Linked DNA regions of Rattus norvegicus: region 1 is linked to region 2. A link is a contact called in public Hi-C data. All regions are on one chromosome and are shown on one strand. Each heading gives the region's core, a stretch centred on a gene start, on an enhancer-like site or on the middle of the called end of the contact. The rest is flanking DNA. Distances are from core to core; before and after follow the strand shown. Region 1 has its middle 76 kb from the start of Cd200. Region 2 overlaps Cd200 (Cd200 molecule).

Region 1 (5,873 bases), core at 3,278-5,777, 69 kb after region 2:
ATCCCAGATGGGGGGCTCTGCCACTCCTTTGCCAGGAGGTGGCCTGGGTACAGGTGAGCTAGCCACCAGCGCATGAAAGCCGGACAGCTGACTCTGCCTTCTGCTGATGGTGGTACTGATGGTCTAGCCGGAGCAGTACTAGAGAACTCGCCCTGGTGGTGTGGATAAGGGAGAGCCTGTGCTACCATCCAGGCTCTGAGTTGACCCAGCCCAAAATCTTAATCATCTGCAAACAGATGGGGCACATGGAAGGGCCAGTCTTGTTGAGCCAAAGCTGTAGGATCTCCATGACACAGGACAACAAGATGACCAGAGAGTCCTGAAGAGGATCTAATATCAATGGAGTCATCGAAGTCAGAGACCTCAAATGACTCATGAAATAAACATTTGCAAGTGAAGATGTATGGACAGAGGGATATAGATATACTATGGGACACACTGTACCATCCTGCAACTTCTATGATGAGATATTTTTCTATGCTTCGTTTTTTTGTTTGTCTGTGTGTGTGTGTGTGTGTGTGTGTGTGTGTGTGTGTGTGTGTGTGTGTGTACACGCATGCGTGCATGTGAATATGTTTTATTAGGGAGGGTGCAAGAGGGAATGACATATATGAGGGGATGGGAAGATGATCAATTCTGGGGTACATGAGGTAAAAGTCACAATGAATCAATAAAAAGTTGTTTTGTTTTGTTTTTTTAAAAAAACTGCTATTCTTGCATCCCATTATTATTTGCCTTGACTTTGTTATTTGTGAGTTTCTTAATGATGACCACCTGAAGACCTAGATCTAATTGTGTCTAATTCTGCCTGGAAGTTCCAATAAACACCAGTGACCTTTGAGAAGGAGGACAGTAAGAATGTGGGAGGCAGTCCTCTGGCATAGTGAACAAGCAGCCGCTCAATTGTTTATGTAGCCCACACAGCATGAGCATTCACAGAAGGCAGAAATCTTATCAATTCTGCCTTGCACATGATAATAATCTATGATGGAGAACAGAAGGAAATACAGCAAACACTTGGAAGAAATTCTTAGGACAATCTTCTGAAAGACCAGTCTGTCAAATACCAGCATAACGGAGAGGACACACACAAGGAGAAAACCAAGAAGCTGAGTAATCAAAAACTTGAGTTTTATAACAGGAAATCAGACTGCTTCATCTTAATGATGCCATTTACTGTTTATCTGTTGTGGTAGCTAGGGTTAATATTGCCATGATGATACACCATGACCACAAGAAAGTTGTGGGGTCAGGATGTGGCTTACTGTTCACATAATGGTCTTATCACTGAAGGAAGTCAGGAACACAAGCAGAGTCCAAACCTGGGGACAGGAGCTGATGCAGAGGCCATGGCAGAGTGCTGCCTACTAACTTGCTCCTCCTGGCTTTGCTCAGCCTGCTTTCTTATAAAACCCAAGATCTCCCCGACCGATCACTAATTAATAAAATGGCCTACAGGCTTGCCTGCAGCTCAATGTTATGGAGGCATTTTCTTCCTTGAGGCTCTTCCTCTCTGATGATTTTAGCTTGTGTCAAGTGGACAGGAAACTATGAAGCACATCCTTGAGCAAGGAGGTGTTTATCTCCTCAGGTAAGGGCAACTTATCTGCTCTAGCAGTTGCCATCAGAGTCACTACCCGATTAAGTTATTGATAGTTAACTGTCATTCTCCACAATCCATATGTCTTCTGTGCTGTCTAAATAGGAGAGTTAAGGAGACCTGTGGTGGGAATCTTTCAATTCCCTGATGGTGGCACTAATTTCTAGCACTCCTAAAAGGATGCAATAGTGGTTTGGATTCACTGTTTTCCTTGACACAGGCAACTCATAAGGCTTCCATTTAGCCTTTCCAACCATAGTAACCCTCACTCCACAGTCAGGAAACCAATGTGAGAATTCTGCCAACATCTAAGTATATCTATTCCAATTACACATTCTGAGATTGGGTAAATAACCACAGGGTGAATTTGAGGACACACTGGCCCTACTATGTGTAGGACATGAGCCAAACCTCTACTAATCACCTGACTTCCAAAAGCTCCTGTTTAGCTGGAGGGCCACCAAGTTTCTTGGGATCTCCACGGAAAGGTGTTAATTCAGGACTAGCATCCAATAGACCCAGGAAAGTCTGATTGTTTTCTTTCCCCTGGTACACAGTTACTCTTGTAAAAGGCTATATTTCCCTCTGGGGAAGGACTGGAGAAAGGTTACTGGTAAAACATTTAAATATTTTATCACGATCCTTTCTTAGAGGAACCTGGCCACCATTTCACTCAAGGGCTTCTGGGTATGCAAACCAAGGCTCAAGGGTAGAAACTAATGCATAGCCTAGGCTACAACCCAAGACCCCATCTAAAATAAATAAACAAGCAAAATAAATAAACAAAATTGGTCAGACTGAAAAAACCAGTAACTAGAAGTCTCTGCTGAGACTCGCTTCCTCATTTCATAAGAACCCTCAGAAATGTTACTTCTGAAATTATGCCAGACCTAGAAAGGTAATCAATCTCTCTTATATAACTGACATCTCCCATTAAGGATGAACATGGTCTATTATTTCATCTATCCTTGTTTACTATAAAGAAACTGAGGTTCAGAGAGACGTTAGATTGACTTTCAGTCTAGCCCATAGCAAGGTGAGATTCTAGTTCTGTTGACCCATTCCTCAGTGCAGCAACTAAAGTGTATGGAGCTGAATGCTTTGAAGTATCTTAACCTACATTTTCCTTTTCTTGTGTAGAAAAACATCTTGACTTTTTGACTGAATAATACTGAAAACCCTGACTGATCTTGGGGCCAGAACAAAGAAATCCTTCATTATGTGCTTCCCCATGAGTGCTCACTCTTTGCGCATTTATTACTCACTGGTTTCAAAACTTAAGTTTTTGAGATCTTGTTCTTCTAGAGAACCCATGTTTGAGGCCAGGAACCCCTGTGGCAGGTCACAGTTGTCTATAACTCTAGTTCCAGGGACTTCTGTCTCCTCTTCTTGCATCTGAGGATACTGCATGAACACAGGTAAAACACCAAAATCTACAAAGTAATTTTTTTTAATGAAGAAATGTTAAAAACAGGTTGGTTCCTTTTGCCTGCAGTTGGGTTAATGCTCATGGGACTGAATTAGTGATTGCTACACTGAACTCTGATAAAGCGTGGGCATTTTCATTTTGGTTTCCCCATGTGAATTAAGGATATGGTCTTATGATCCCAACTTTGAGCACTGTGGGATACAAAAAGCTTAATCTTTAAAAATTACCCCCATTTCAGGTATGTCCTTGTAATAACAAAAATCAGAATATGACTATTGAAGAACCCTGCTATTAAGGTCACAGTCCCCCATGTCTGGATGGCTTTCTGAGCTTGGTGCTAAATGGAGGACTTGCCTTCTCAATGGGGCTTCCCTTTCTCTGCCTGGCTGCCTGGAGAGTGTCCCTGAACACAGATGGTTGGCCTTGTCTGAAAAATGACCTTGTACAGAGCTCCCTCCAAGGGCTGCACAAGTCATCCCACGAGTCCCTATTTGGCTTCCTGCCCACATGATAATTCTGTACTGTGACCAATCAGCCCTTAGGACATAGGACATTAACACAGTGCTCATTGCAGACCTCTACATTTGACAGAGTCAGTAACGGTGAAGTAGTCAAGCTTTGCTTGAAGATAAAGGAAACTGAGAGAAGCTTCACCCAACTGCACACTCTCCATTCCACAGCAACAACGAGACTGGCATTCTCTGGGGGTTAGGAATTCAGAATCTCAGGTTTTACTGGGGATTTCAATACATATCAGCTATGTGGCCTATAGTTCACCAAGTACTCTAGGTGACTGGTGGACACAGCCACATTTAAAAAGCCCTAAAGAAGAATAAACTTTGGAACAACATGTCCTAGGCAGCAGCTTTCTATCTTTGTGATGCACAATAGAGTTGTCCTTAAGAATTCCTTTATTAGTAACACTCAAATTTATGAGGGAATTGAATTCCGCAAACTATTGTTTGATTTTCTTGGGAATAAAGCATTCTATTTTTAAACGAGGAGGAAAGTTCCTAATCAGATTTCCACTGTTTCCAAAGGTTTGGCTATTGTTGTTACCATCCAAGACTGTGCAGGAAGACATTTCAGGCTGGGCTATGCAGAAACTTAGAGGACACTATAGTTGTCATAAAGGGTGGGGTGGCTCCTTCTTGATCTGACAGTAGATCTTAAGGGTATCATGAGAGACTGGATAAGGGCATAAATGCTGCTTCAATGTTCTAGAGAAAACCCTGGGAAGGTAGGCAGCATATAACAGAGTCAAATTCCCTGTTGGGCCTTTGGACACCCTGTGCTGTTATTCTTGGCTTTCTGGTAGTTTCATAAGCACAGGTGCTGTCCCATGTTATAATGATGCCAGTGTAGCCGCTGAGATCGGCCGACGTGATTAACCATGAATAACCACTCGTTCTGATTCAAGAGTTATACTCCTAGAAGCCAGACTTTGCCTTCATTACTATTCCGGGTCATGATGACCCTGGCTGATTTACTGTTACTGTAACTTCTGGCATGTTGAATTCATTTTTCAAATGCTTGAGGACATCACTATCCTGACTAATGCTGTTCTAAGAACTAGACAAAACCCACAAACAGACATTGGGTACAGTGCATTCTTATGCCAGGGGCTAGCTCCAGATTTCACAAACATCTAGAAAACACATGGTTAATGCAAGACCTCTTCTTCTCTCTCAGTCTGTCTCGTCCTGTTTCCTGCTTTCTGTAATGTCTACTGTCTCCGTTTTTAGCCATTTTTTTTTCAATTCGGCCTTTTGATCTGCACAGAAAGCCTTCTTTTTGTATCAAAGAGGTATTATGTAATTTGCATGCTGTCATTATGCCCATGAATTTCCTTCAATTAATTCACTGAGTTGTTTTTGTAGAGGAAAGTGTTACAAAGGCTTATGGGAAAACTAGTTATATAATAAGGTTATTCATAGAAATTCAAGATAACTTCTCGTTAAATTTAACTCTCATATTGACCCTCAATGCTTTTTAAAAAGTTTTTCAAAGCACATTTTTGTTCAAGTACTGAAAGTAGGTCCATTAACATCAGATTCAAATGCCACGAAAATTGGCATTTTATAATTTTGTGACCTGAAAGTAGACAAGATCCTCTGCTGTACAGGAGGGTTTAAGAAGTGAACATTGTTGATTTCAGTACTGGACAAAATTAGCAGGCAAATCCCCTGTTCTCTTCCTCTTGTCCTTTTCTCTTCCTGCCAGCCTCACCTGGGAGGCTCAGTTGCTTCACTGTTAGTGACTTCCAACCCCCTTCTTCCTTTTTCCCTCCTTGTATTTTCCCCACTAAAGAAAAAAGACTGAGTAATGAATCCACCTGAAGTGGAAGATTCTGTCCACTACAGACAGGACAAAGTTGGAAGGAAGACATGTCAACATGCTTGTGATATGGACCAGGGCATAGGAGAACTCTGGGAGCTATCCATAGATGATGATATCTATGCCTAAAGAGATCATCTACATCAGACACAAAGCACACAAGATGCTCTGGAACCAAAAAGATTGATACTGAAAGAAGCAACCAATGGGACAATCATATTAGAATAAGGCATATTAAATATAGGTATACATATGATTCAGGGTTTTAGATTATCTGCTGACTTTTTAAGTTTATGGGTTCCAATCAGTGTTTAGAGATTCTGAAGCAATTCATAAATGTTGATATGACTTTTAAGAAATAACATGCTCATCCCACATGTCTGCAAACATCCTCAGGTGATGATAGCCCTTCATATCTGTACTTCTGTACAGAAAGTCAGTGAAAGGAAGGGCCATCCCTCTGGAGCCCTTTCTTCTGGCTCCTGGCAGTGAAAGCTGAGCCCCCAT
Region 2 (6,261 bases), core at 1,376-3,875:
ACAGGGGAATGCTAGGGTGGTGAGGTGGGAGTGAGTGGGTGGGTGGGGGAGCACCCTCATAAAAGCAGGGGTGAGGGGGGATGAGGTAAAGGGTTTGTAGAGAGGAAACCAGAAACGAGGATAACGTTTGAAAGGTAAATAAATAAAATAACCAATAAAAATCCAACAGTGTTTTATGCACAGGGTCAGACAGTTTGTCGGTGTGGTTATGATTGTATGAAGTTTGGAGCCAGTGCTTGGGTTTGAGTCTTGTCTCTACTACTTCCTGTCTATGCTACCTGAAGAAAGCTACTTAAAATCTCTCCTTCACATTCTACATTGTGCAAGCGTTGATATGAACAGCACCTTCTTCGTAGCTTCCTGAAGTGTTGGGTGAAGTAGTTGATCTCAAGTGTTAATGACAGCGCCAGGTACATTATGTGTTCAATATATGTTAGTCTTGTGACTATTAGTAGCTTAGTCACCAAAAGCAAACTAAAGTTGAAATAAATGTTTTGATACATTTATCATGTATGTATCTATTCCCGTCATTTATTCTTGTCCCCTGGTCTTTCAGACCAGATAGTCATGTATCTACTACCCTAGGTGAAGAACATTATCACTGAAAGTCAGAGAAGTTTCCGAAAACAAAGTTTTGTGATAATATTAGCCTAGATACTCAAGCTTTAAAACCCCACACGCTGAAAGAGGAGGGAAAAGTTCATTCCAGAAAGAATTGTTGACAAGCTCCAGAGTGGTGGAAGAACCAGCTTTTCTGACCCTAGGGAGATAAGGGTATTCCAGTCCAAGAGAAGGAAAAGGCTGACTGGTGTCTACAGCCAAAGCCAGGCACCAACTTGTATAAAAGAAGGAATATTGTATCCTACCCCCTTGCAACTGAGAATCAAACATAGAACCTGTATATAGGTCTTGAGTCCCAAAGAAGACAGAATGAACTATAGCAGACTGCCACAGGCACTTAGATAATGAATTTCCTTTGCTCAGTTCAAGGAGAACCTGGAGTAGTTTACAAGAGAGCTGCAGTTGGCCTGTGAAGTAATAATTATATGAAGCATGGTCTTAGTGACTGAGAGAAACACAGCTATCTTAGCAAACACAAGGTAGAAAAATGGTTGTAATAAAAGACCAGAGCAGCCCCATGCTGTGCCTTGGTGTGCCGTAAGCCTCCATACCTTCCTGGATTGCAGATGTAATGCCAGAACTGGGGAGCTTCATAGAGTGTTGGGGTGCTTGGAAGCTGAATGGACAGAAGGTACTACTTTGACTGAAAGGAAGTTTCTAGCCCCAGTTGGAATGGCAAGGTGAAATAAAAATGAAATTCAGTTCATGAAAATTACAGAGAAAGTTAGCAGTAGTATAAAAAAAATATAGAATTATGGCTACTGAGATGGCTCAGTGTCTTGAGGCCCCTGCTGCACAAGTCTGGTGACCCAAGTTCAGTCCCTGAAACTCACATGAAGGTGAAAGGAGAGAACCGAATTCCATCAGCCTGGTTCCTGACACACCCTGACCTTCACACATAAAGCATAGTTCTTGACTCCCATGCACATCACATGCATGCGTAGATGCACACACACACACACACACACACACACACACACACACACACACAGATACAGAGACACACACACAGAGAGAAAGAGAGTTACACACACAGACACACATACACAGAGACACACACAGACACACACACAGACAAACAGACACACACAGACACACAACCCCCCACACCACACACACACCCCCACACCCCCACACAAAGTTAGCTACAAACATATACATCTGAGAAAGTACACTTTAGGCCCAGTGAAACAGTTCTGAGGCAAGCATAAAGGGTAGCTGATCAGAACACTCTGTCTCCTCAGTTTATTGCAAGGCAATGCCCAGAATAATATTTTCTTAAATAGTACCAGGACATCTATCAGGGCACCTCTGACCAGTTCCTGACCAGTTAAAGAAAAGTAAAGCACTGAAGGAATAAACAAAGTTAATATTAGTGCTGGCTTCAATTTTTTTTTTTTTTTTGAAACTGCATTTTCAAGAACCGGCCTCAGCGAAGCTCAGGGCAGTAACATTTCTGAGAAATGTTTTCCTTTTGAGCTTTGTCCTTGATATTAACAGTAGCTGATTATTTAGAAGGGTAAGCTGTCTGACATTTATACTTTCTGTATTTTTCTCTATTAACGTAAGGCAGTTTGACTCAGGGAGCCTACGTATCCAAGACTTTGCTCTCCACAAGACAATGGTGGCTTTAAAAGCAAGGCTCACATGGCCAGGGCTATGAAAGAACCACACAGTAGCTTTCCCCTCCTCACATCCCGAGCACTCTGTGATTTCTTCTATGTATAGCCTTGGCTTCTGTTTCCACAAAACTCTGGCGGGTAAACGCTTGACTCCTGCATTTCCTAGCATGGGTATCATAAGGACTTCTCCCCGGCTCTGTCCAAACGCAACCTCTCTTTCTGTCATTTGCTTTCTGTCTTCAGGTATTCAGGAGACCTTTCTGCCATCTGTCCACCTACAGCCTGCTCTGGGCCATAGCAGCAGTAGCGCTGAGCACAGCTCAAGGTAAAGACCCTCAGTTCTTCACCTCTTCATCGGGAGAGCCTCTGGGGCGAAGCTCGGCCACTCCTATGCCTATTAGGCTAGTCCATTCATCTGCATGAACTACTTGGGCATGCTATCAGCCTTGGAACAGTGGGAGCGGTTCTTCCCGGATTTCCATGCTTTTGGTTTCAGAGTAGCAGAACAATTTGGCACTCTGAAGCGATTCCCGTAGATAAACTAGATTTAAGAAAAAACATCCCCTCCCTAGTAAAATAAAATGCCAGATTTTTGCCCCCCCCCAGAGAACTGGGGGAGGGGGATATATTTGAAAAATAATTCCCTGGACTTAATTTTAAAGACCTGGGAATACTTGGAAGGCCATCCTTAAAACAGAGTTCATCTGCTTCTTACAAAAAAGTAAAAGGTAGAAAAAAAAAAAAACAACAAAAAAACAAAAAACACTGTCACTCAGAGGTACATAAGTTTACATTGTCTCCTGTATAGCAATTCTGCCCATTTCACCATGTCTGAATTTTCTATTTTTTCTTGTCATTTTGAAGGAGCTTGCTGCTCCCTTTCTGTTGGTTCTTTTCTAATCACTGTGGTGTGATGTCATCATTAGTCTCTGAGAAGGATGCTGACGATGAAGGACTGGCAGGCTTTGCCCCCACCCAGAGCCCTCACACACTATGTCCATGACAGGATTTACTGACCAACTAGCAGAATTGAAAAGGATTCCAAACAAGCACCAAACAAGAATTGGTAACTTTCCCACTGTGGGATATCCTCTCCAGTCAAGCATAGCTTACCACATGCCCAATACTAGTTTCAATCGCCTTTCCATTGTACACTCTAAAAGCAACATTTTTTTTCAAACACATTCTGCAAGCTGTCAAAGGTTCTCAGGAAACCCTAACATCATCAGCGAGATCCTGCTTTCTATACTTGTCCTTGCCTTCAAGGAGTTCCGTCACTAAATGACCATTAAATGGTGGTCCGAGGTAGACTGGCTGCTATGCCCTCTTTAGTCTCTGATACTCCGGGGAAAGTTTGTGCAGACTTTATTTCCTGCTTCCACTTGTTAGTATTTTGTCTGCTTGGTTACCCTTAATGAACACATTTTAGTTCATCTATATGTTGTCCATCATTTTATGGTTTAGTTCCTGGCTATTGTTTGGTGTGTGGACGGGGAGATTTGGACGTAGGCATCCATTCATGTTCAGTCTCTGGTTCCCAGTGAACGTAGTTACGTTGAATCTTTCCATCAGAGAAATGCATCACCAAGCTTTATAGACACTGAGTGTATTATGTTCTGGTGACCATTTGGTTCTGGTAATTTATGAATCTTGTTATGAGTTCAGCTATAATTAGAGTATAGAAGGGAACTTGGGGAATTTTTGGTCTTATTGTATTGTGAAGAGTGTTCAGAAAGAGTAAATTTTTAAGACCAATTTCAAGTTCAGTTTGGGGAACTATTTTATTTTTTGAAAACATTATACATTTTATGACTCAGTGGTGTACATATCTGAGTAATACATATTCGTATATATGTATATATATAAACATATAATGGCTGTGTAAATCTAGTGTATTCAAATTAAATATAAAAACACCTATAAGCATATTTTTAAATGTTCTATATTATCGTATTTAAATTTTTGCCTTAATGGTTTAAAATTATGGAATTGGTTCTGAGAGACATACAGAAAACTCTCATATTATCACTGTGGATTTATAAATTGCTATTGTAGTTCAGCAGTGTTTGCTTTGTGTGTCTCAGGGCGAGGTTGCCAGGTACATGAGGTTTCATGGTTAATATGTTGTCTCACATTGGACTGCTCCCTGGTCCTTATCCTTTTGTTTTTCCATGTGAAAAATGCTGCTGGACTGGTGTTAGAATGTGTAAGCATATTTCTTGGGTTTTTCTTTAATTCTTTGCCTATACACACCCCTGTGTATTACATTCTTGGGGAATGCCAAAACCTGGCCCTTCTGGCCTACAAATTCTTCATTCTGTGGCAGCCATTCTACTAAGGTGAACATGTGTTGAGATTTTGTATTTCCTGTTTTCCAGATCTCTAATTCTTCCATTTAAATATGTCTTTTTTTTTTACTCACCCATCTTCATTCCAAAGTGCTTCTTGATGTATGACGCCCAGATTCATTTGTTGTTAGTTCTTGGATATAGCATTTATCACTTTCTTTGTGTCCCTTTTCTCAAAGGGTTGGTCCTTTGCTATTGGTTATTTCCTATTACACAGATGCTAATACATTAAGTCACCTGTCAGAGTATAAGTGGCCCATACTGCAGAGATGAAGTCCTTGCAATAATATCTAATAAAAATAGAGTAGAATGACAGTTGGTTGTCAAACTCTTTTGATCATGCTGGCTAGATCAAGTCTCCCAGAACATCATCCTGTTTATCACTCTCATTTTCCAGAGCCCTCTGTGATATTGTGCACGCACATGGGTGTGTGTGTGTGTGTGTATGTGTGTGTGTCAGTCTGTGTGAGTGTGTGTGTGAGTGTGTGTGTGAGTGTGTGTATGTGAGTGTGTGTGTGTGACTGTGTGTGTGACTGTGTGTGTATGTGAGTGTGTGTATGTGAGTGTGTGAGTGTGTGTATGTGAGTGTGTGTGAGTGTATGTGTATGTGAGTGTGTGTGTATGTGAGTGTGTGTGAGTGTGAGTGTGGTGTATGTGAGTGTGTTTGAGTGTGTGTGTGAGTGTGTGTATGTGTGTGTGAGTGTGTGTGAGTGTGAGTGTGTGTATGTGTGTGAGTGTGTGAGTGTGTGTGTATGTGAGTGTGTGTATGTGAGTGTGTGTATGTGAGTGTGTGTGTGTGTGTGTGTGTGTGTGTGTGTAGCACCTCCATCACTTTTGCTTAAGCTGTTCACCCTGGTGAACAGTTCTTTACTGTTGGCTCACATATCACTAAGCATGAACTCACTTAATGGACCTGTTCCATCGGGCAGTTTTCACACTCAGTCACTCTACTTCCTCTCCAGCTCACAGAGATTCTTCACACTTTCTGGTTACTGAGCATGGTCTTGTTATTGTCCTCTGCCTCTGCTCTTCAAAGTCAAACGGACATATACATATTTCTCTGCTAGCACTTAAGCACGTACATAAATGTTGTTTTCTTCTTTGCCTTTTTTTTTATTCTTTTCTATATTTGAGTTTCAGCACACATCTATTGATTACGAGGAGTGTGTGTGTGTGTCTGTGTGTGTGTCTGTGTGTGTGTGTCTGTGTGTGTGTGTCTGTGTGTGTGTCTGTGTGTGTCTCTGTGTGTGTCTGTGTGTGTGTCTGTGTGTGTCTGTGTGTGTGTCTCTGTGTGTGTGTCTGTGTGTGTGTCTGTGTGTGTGTCTGTGTGTGTGTGTCTGTGTGTGTGTCTGTGTGTGTGTGTCTGTGTGTGTGTCTGTGTGTGTGTCTGTGTGTGTGTCTGTGTGTGTGTCTGTGTGTGTGTCTGTGTGTGTGTGTGTCTCTGTGTGTGTGTCTGTGTGTGTGTCTGTGTGTGTGTCTCTGTGTGTGTCTGTGTGTGTGTGTGTCTGTGTGTGTGTGTCTGTGTGTGTGTGTGTGTCTGTCTGTGTGTGTGTGTGTGTGTGTGTGTGTGTCTGTGTGTGATAAGGTTCTATAATAGAAATGTTCTTTTTGGCTCCACAGTGGAAGTGGTGACCCAGGATGAAAGAAAGCTGCTGCACACAACTGCATCC

What was found. Hi-C and Micro-C count contacts between places; a contact is called where the count stands out from the background.
Region 1: a Hi-C map of frontal cortex shows a contact between it and region 2, with 2.3 times the contacts expected there. The contact joins two enhancer-like sites. A contact is called at or near these places in 3 of 12 Hi-C or Micro-C datasets (Schwann cells, frontal cortex and mammary epithelial cells).

Annotation. Positions count from the first base shown.
Region 1 is chr11:68,989,219-68,995,091 of GRCr8, forward strand. No RefSeq gene overlaps it. Among named protein-coding and RNA genes, the nearest start is that of Cd200, 76 kb to the left of the region's middle. Within about 2 kb of position 4,528, at least 27 of the 93 cell types and tissues checked have an H3K27ac peak or open chromatin away from gene starts, as enhancers often do. A contact at or near this core is called in Schwann cells, where this site is marked.
Region 2 is chr11:68,922,331-68,928,591 of GRCr8, forward strand. Cd200 (Cd200 molecule) reads left to right here. Exons shown (of 6, transcript NM_031518.3): 2 at 2,487-2,568; 3 at 6,212-6,261. Cd200l1 (CD200 molecule like 1) reads left to right here. Exons shown (of 6, transcript XM_039088891.2): 6 at 1-1,313. Among named protein-coding and RNA genes, the nearest start is that of Cd200, 9.1 kb to the left of the region's middle. Within about 2 kb of position 2,626, at least 41 of the 93 cell types and tissues checked have an H3K27ac peak or open chromatin away from gene starts, as enhancers often do. A contact at or near this core is called in Schwann cells, where this site is marked.